Linked DNA regions of Cyprinus carpio: region 2 is linked to region 1. A link is a contact called in public Hi-C data. All regions are on one chromosome and are shown on one strand. The core of a region is the stretch at or near the end of the contact, and the rest is flanking DNA. Distances in the headings are between cores, read along the strand shown. Region 1 overlaps lyst (lysosomal-trafficking regulator). Region 2 holds the start of lyst (lysosomal-trafficking regulator).

The links. A called contact is a pair of places that touch in the nucleus more often than the background predicts.
Region 2: a Hi-C map of red blood cells shows a contact between it and region 1, with 3 times the contacts expected there. The contact joins the promoter of lyst here to the enhancer-like site in region 1. A contact is called at or near these places in 5 of 8 Hi-C or Micro-C datasets (liver, red blood cells and skeletal muscle).

The regions. Positions count from the first base shown.
Region 1 is chrB13:29,538,571-29,541,270 of ASM1834038v1, reverse strand. lyst (lysosomal-trafficking regulator) reads left to right here. Exons shown (of 54, transcript XM_042737589.1): 14 at 624-780; 15 at 1,155-1,328; 16 at 1,453-1,613. Among protein-coding and RNA genes, the nearest start is that of LOC109112147, 41 kb to the right of the region's middle. Within about 2 kb of position 1,345, at least 1 of the 8 cell types and tissues checked has an H3K27ac peak or open chromatin away from gene starts, as enhancers often do.
Region 2 is chrB13:29,580,170-29,582,964 of ASM1834038v1, reverse strand. It overlaps lyst (lysosomal-trafficking regulator), which reads left to right and starts at 1,253. Exons shown (of 54, transcript XM_042737589.1): 1 at 1,253-1,404; 2 at 1,867-2,100. The coding sequence starts at 2,020. nid1a (nidogen-1) reads left to right here. Exons shown (of 20, transcript XM_042737590.1): 20 at 1-306.

The DNA of each region.
Region 1 (2,700 bases), core at 96-2,595:
TATGGACAATAATCTGTAATAGTTTTAGTTTGAGTTTAGTAATGTTGTTATGTGCTTCTGTCATTGTCATTATTTATTTATATTTTTCTTTCAATTATTTCTATTTAGGTTTACGTCATTTTAGTACTTCAACTTTAAATTATTTATTCCAGCTAGTTACTAAGGCAAAATTTTTGTTTTTTTAAAGTTTAGTTTTTCATATGATGTTTGTATTATTTAATCATTAATTCATTTACAGACAATATTTCTTATTCTTTTAATTTAATTTTACATAATGTTGTGTACTCCTCTGTTGTGATTTTTTTTTAAATATTATTTGTATTATATTATTATTATTATTATTATTTTGTATTATTTTATTTTATTTTTTCTTTATTTTATTTAAGTTTTAGTAATTTTAGTGCTTAAACATATTTCTTTGTTAGTTGCCAAGGCAACATTTTTAATTTTTGATTTTAAGTTTTTCATATAAAATGTATTTTATTTGAATTAATTTTGTCTTTTATTCTATTACTGAAAATAAAGTTTTAGTTAACCATAGCAACAACAACAACAAAAAACCCATGAACATCATCACACTATATCTAATAGGTTTGATGAGTTAGTTTGGCTGTGTGTTGCAGAAGAGGCGTCGTCTCTGGCAGAGGAGGCCCTGCAAGGTCCCGCTCACGTCACGGAGCAGCAGACAGACAGATGCCTGCTCCATGTCCTCTCCATGGGCTCTAAGGCACTGATGCTTCAGGTGTGGGTGAACATCTCCACCGGAGCCTTTACCTTCAGGTGAGTGCAAAAACTGTAAAGTTGCACCGAGTACATTTTCCCCTCAAAAAGACTCCTCTAAAGTGGATGACAGTGGTGTTTCATGAGGCCAGTATATGTTCCACTGCAAAGTCACTCCATTGTTGTATAAAACACCACTTTAGACTTGAATAGTAATATTTAAAAATAATAATAAAATTACTAAAAATGTAGTTAAAATTATAATGAAAACTGAAATTGTAACTAAAATCTAATTCAAAACAGTAAAGAAAAATACTGGCTTGCAGATAGAAAGATTATTTGTGCAAAGTTGGGGTCATTTCCTTGCACAAGCGACAAAAAGTAAATGTTGTCAGTGCTATATTAGTAAAGTGGCTCTTGATTTGTGAGTTCAGGATCTGCATCGATCCAAACGACGAGATGAAGGCGGGTCTGCTGGCCCAGGCGGAGTCTGGAGATGGTGTGCTGACAGCAGGCAGGTGGCAGCACTTGGCTCTCACGTACTCACAGCAGCCCGAGGGCAAGAAGAACATCCACGGTCAGCTGACCCTCTGGGTGGGCGGCATTCGGTGAGTCTGCATCTGCAGTTGGTTGGTGGATGTTTTAAAGGGGCAGTTCAACCAGGGCTGCAGACATCAGTTCCTCATGCAGTCAGAATCATGTTTTAATCAAGCCTTCCTGTGCCACATACAGGAAGTGTGACGTCTCGCTAGACTTCACTCTGCCCAGGAAGTCCAGTTTGTCATCGGACAGTAATAAGACCTACTGCATGCTTGGACACTATCAGCACCCCTCAGAGGAGCAGGCCAGCCCAAGTGCACACTGGGATATGGGCACGCTGCTGCTCTTTAATGGTATGAAACCAGTTCCCATAAGACCTTCCCTACAGTGTTTTTGTTTTTCATCAGAACAATCTGATTTTTTTTACTTTAATCTAAAACTTTTAAAAACATATTCATTAAATGAAAGACAGCTGAAAATAAATGTTAGATGAAAAACATAAACTTAATGGAAAATTAAAAATGTTGCCTTGGCAACTAACTGAAGTTTAAGTTGAAGCACTAAAACCAGTGTAAATACATATTTATAAATAATATTTAAAATAAATGATAGTTATGTATGGAAGTGATGTTGCTGGTAACGTGGGATCTTCCTGCTGCTGGAGGTTTCTGTGCATGAGCCACAAATTCTCCACATTCCCTCCACACAACACACTTCTCTAAACAGAATAGCCCTTCTGTTTCTACTAATAGGTCACAAACCACCCCATCCCAACCTCACAAAAACTCTAAAACACTCAAATGCTCCAATACACTCCCATACTAAACTCAACTTTTTTTTTTTTTTTTCTTTGCTTATTATACTATACTTCACATCACATCTTTCCCCACACAACACACTATATTACTGTTATTTACTAGTCTATGTCATTGAGGATTTTGTAAAGTCACATATTTTACATTATTTAGGGCGATATAGCTTAATGTCAATAACGTTGCGCTAACTTGTCTGTAAAACATGTTTTTGGTCTGCTCAATGGTTTATGTGATGAGACAACAGTTTTGATCGGGACAAACTTATTTTAAAAACGTTTTGTAAAATGATAATTTAATCAATATTTTATAGAGTTGTACACACAAATTGGTATATATATATATATATTTATATATATATATATATATATATAATTTTAGAAAATGTATGTATTTATTTTATTATTTGGTAAATGTTGAATCTATATCTGCCATGTAATTGTCTGTGAAGCTGATATGGCAACTATTATAACTACTGGAAACATATTTGTTAATTGAAATGAAGTGCAAATAAAAAAACAATATAAATAAATGTTAGATCAAAAACTTTAAATAAAAATAAGAAATGTTGCCATGTCAACTAAGATAAATATATTAACTTTAATTTGGTGCACTAGCGTTAATTAAT
Region 2 (2,795 bases), core at 4-2,503, 42 kb before region 1:
CATGGCAGTTGGATCTGAAAGCTTCCGTTACACCATGTCTCGTCTGAAAGATGCAATAAAGCCAACTCAGTATTATGCATCTGTGCCTTAAATATGATCATGGTGCTTTAAAGAGCAGCTAATGCTAACGAGGTCATTGTGAATTGTTTCGTGAATTTTCAAACAATTTTCAGCAAAACTAACAGTGTTACCCTGATACTTGAGAGTATCTCTTTTAAAAGATAAAGAAATGATACAATTGTGAAATAGCCTGACATAAATCAATGTTTACACACACATCTTTTCAATAAAATCATATTTTGTTTATTTAGCCTGGTCATTCTTATGTTTTTATAATACTTATTTTGTAATAATTTTAAAAAAGTCCTTGTTCACAGAAAATAGTAACCACCAGAGGGCAGCAGCTGCCTAGAAATCAGGAGAAAACTCCCTGCACAAACTATTAAATTGTCTAGTTATTCTTTCTTACTGTATTTATTTCACTAAATAAATCATACCATTCTTTAATTTATGTTATGAATGTTTGTATGTCCGTATTGTCATTTGTAACATTTACCAGTTGTGTTATCAAGTATTCTGGCCATTGAAAAATCCTGCAGATTTCTGTGGATTTTAGTAGGTAACTGGAAATGTAATACATTTAAATTAAATGAACAGAAACGATAAATATGGGTACCTTGAAAAAATAGATTTCATGAAATTATACATTTACGTTATAGATAGGAAATGTGTGTTTTATAGTATGAGGAAATTTCAAATAAAAGTTAAAATAAAAAAAATTTAGGTAATGAAAAAATATATATAATGATAAATACAACAGCTGGACAAGAAATATTACAGAACAAAATATTATTATGACTTGAATGTGCAAAAAATATTATAAATAGAGGTGTGCAGTAAATACTGTTTATACTGATACTAGTTATACAGTATTCAATGTGTTGCTTGTGTATATTAATATTTGTGTTATATTTGACGTTTAATACAAGAAAAGGAGGACTGAATCTAGCGCTTAAATAATGAATGAATCTCTGTACAAAAGAACTGTGACGTCATGGAACAGTGGCTCAAATCTGATCAGAGATCAGCGGTCAGGCTTAAAATCGTGCGTGACTGGAGCTCCCCGCAGCCTCTGCGCGGTGGCGTCATCACGTCAGCCCCGCCCACAGCGGGAACGAAAACGCAAGCGCCGAAGCCCCGCCCTAACAAGGGGGACACGATTGACGTCATCCGAACGCTTGGCGAAAGGGAGCGTCCTCACAGGCCACTGATATGATCGACAGTCCACTCAACCAATAGCCGCTTAGGATTCTGTTTTGTGGGCGTTATTTCCTGCACTGTTTTGCATGTCATTTTTTCTTCTAAATCGCTTGTGTATATGTTAGAAGGAAGACCGGAGACGAGGTACGTAAATTGTCATTGTTTTTAGACCTCAGACCTTGCGTTCAAATGTATAATATTGATTTGATGATTAAACATGCCTGGTTGGCATTCGTTCTACCTCATATTTGACAAAACTAAATCAGTGAGTGTCATAATAAGCTCTGCTGCAGAATATTCTTCTTCTTCAAAAAATCAACAAAACAACACACACAAACAAAAATCAATCTCTCTCTGCAGATACGAACCATTTTTTTGTAGTTAATGAATTTTTACTGGTTCATTCACGCTGATGTTGACGCCGAGGGTAATATAAGCCCCAACTTGTATCGCACTAATATCAATGCTTCATTTGTGTGCCTGCAACTGTAACCTGACAGCAACTGTCAGCCAGACTGGAATAAACTGACTTGAATGCGAACAGATCCAGTGCAGAGCCCGATTCGCGCCAGCCGTGAATTCAAAAGTTCTGTTTCATCTCTGTAGGCAGTAACGGATTTAACGGACTTCACGTCTCGCGAATGGACACCTAATGAAATGACGTGCTGTTCCCGCTCACGCAGCTCGGATTTCACCGCTGGATTTTAGAGCTTCGGTCACTGTTGTGGATGAACCGGAGCCGGTGCTGGTCAGCTGGACATGGCCAGCTCACACCTGGCTGATCTGTCCCAGGCCTGGGACAACTACATGGACAGCCGCGCGCAGGGCGCAGATCTGCAGGTGAGCCTTAATTAGTCACTAACTTAGACGATGAGCAAACTTTGTATGTGGGGGCTTGTCAAAGATTTGCTTGGAAGTCGGGAATAAACATTAAGTTTGAAACCTGTGTGTTCGCAAATGTGTTCTGGTTTAGTTACTAGACGAACAGATTAACTAAGTTGGTTCTGATTTGACTAGTTCTTGATCTGTATATTCACTTGAGCGTTCTCCGTTACTACACAAACAGATTTAACGTTACAGTTTAAGAATAACTATATTTAAATGTGTAGGTTTACTAGGATGTTCTGGGCTACTGGAAAAACAGATTAACTAGTTCTGATTTACTAGATCTTCATCTATAGACTAACTATAGTGTCTACACCTGTAGCCTTAGTTTAGGGTGTTCAGGGTTTCTAGACAAACAGATCTACTAGTTCTGGTTTACTAGCTCTAGTTCTGTTGGTTTACTAGTGCTCTGGGTTTCTAGAGAGACTAATTTACCAGTTCTGAGTTATTAGATCTGTAGATTTACTAGGGAGAGCTGGGTTACTAGAAAAAAGTACTAGATTTGATTCACTAGATGTACTATTTTGTTTTGGGTGACTATACATAAACCAAATTGACTAGTTCTGATTTAGTAACTCTTGATCTGTAGAGTTGCTATATATAGACAGCTTTATTAGTTCTGATTTACTAGATCTAAATCTGAACACTCA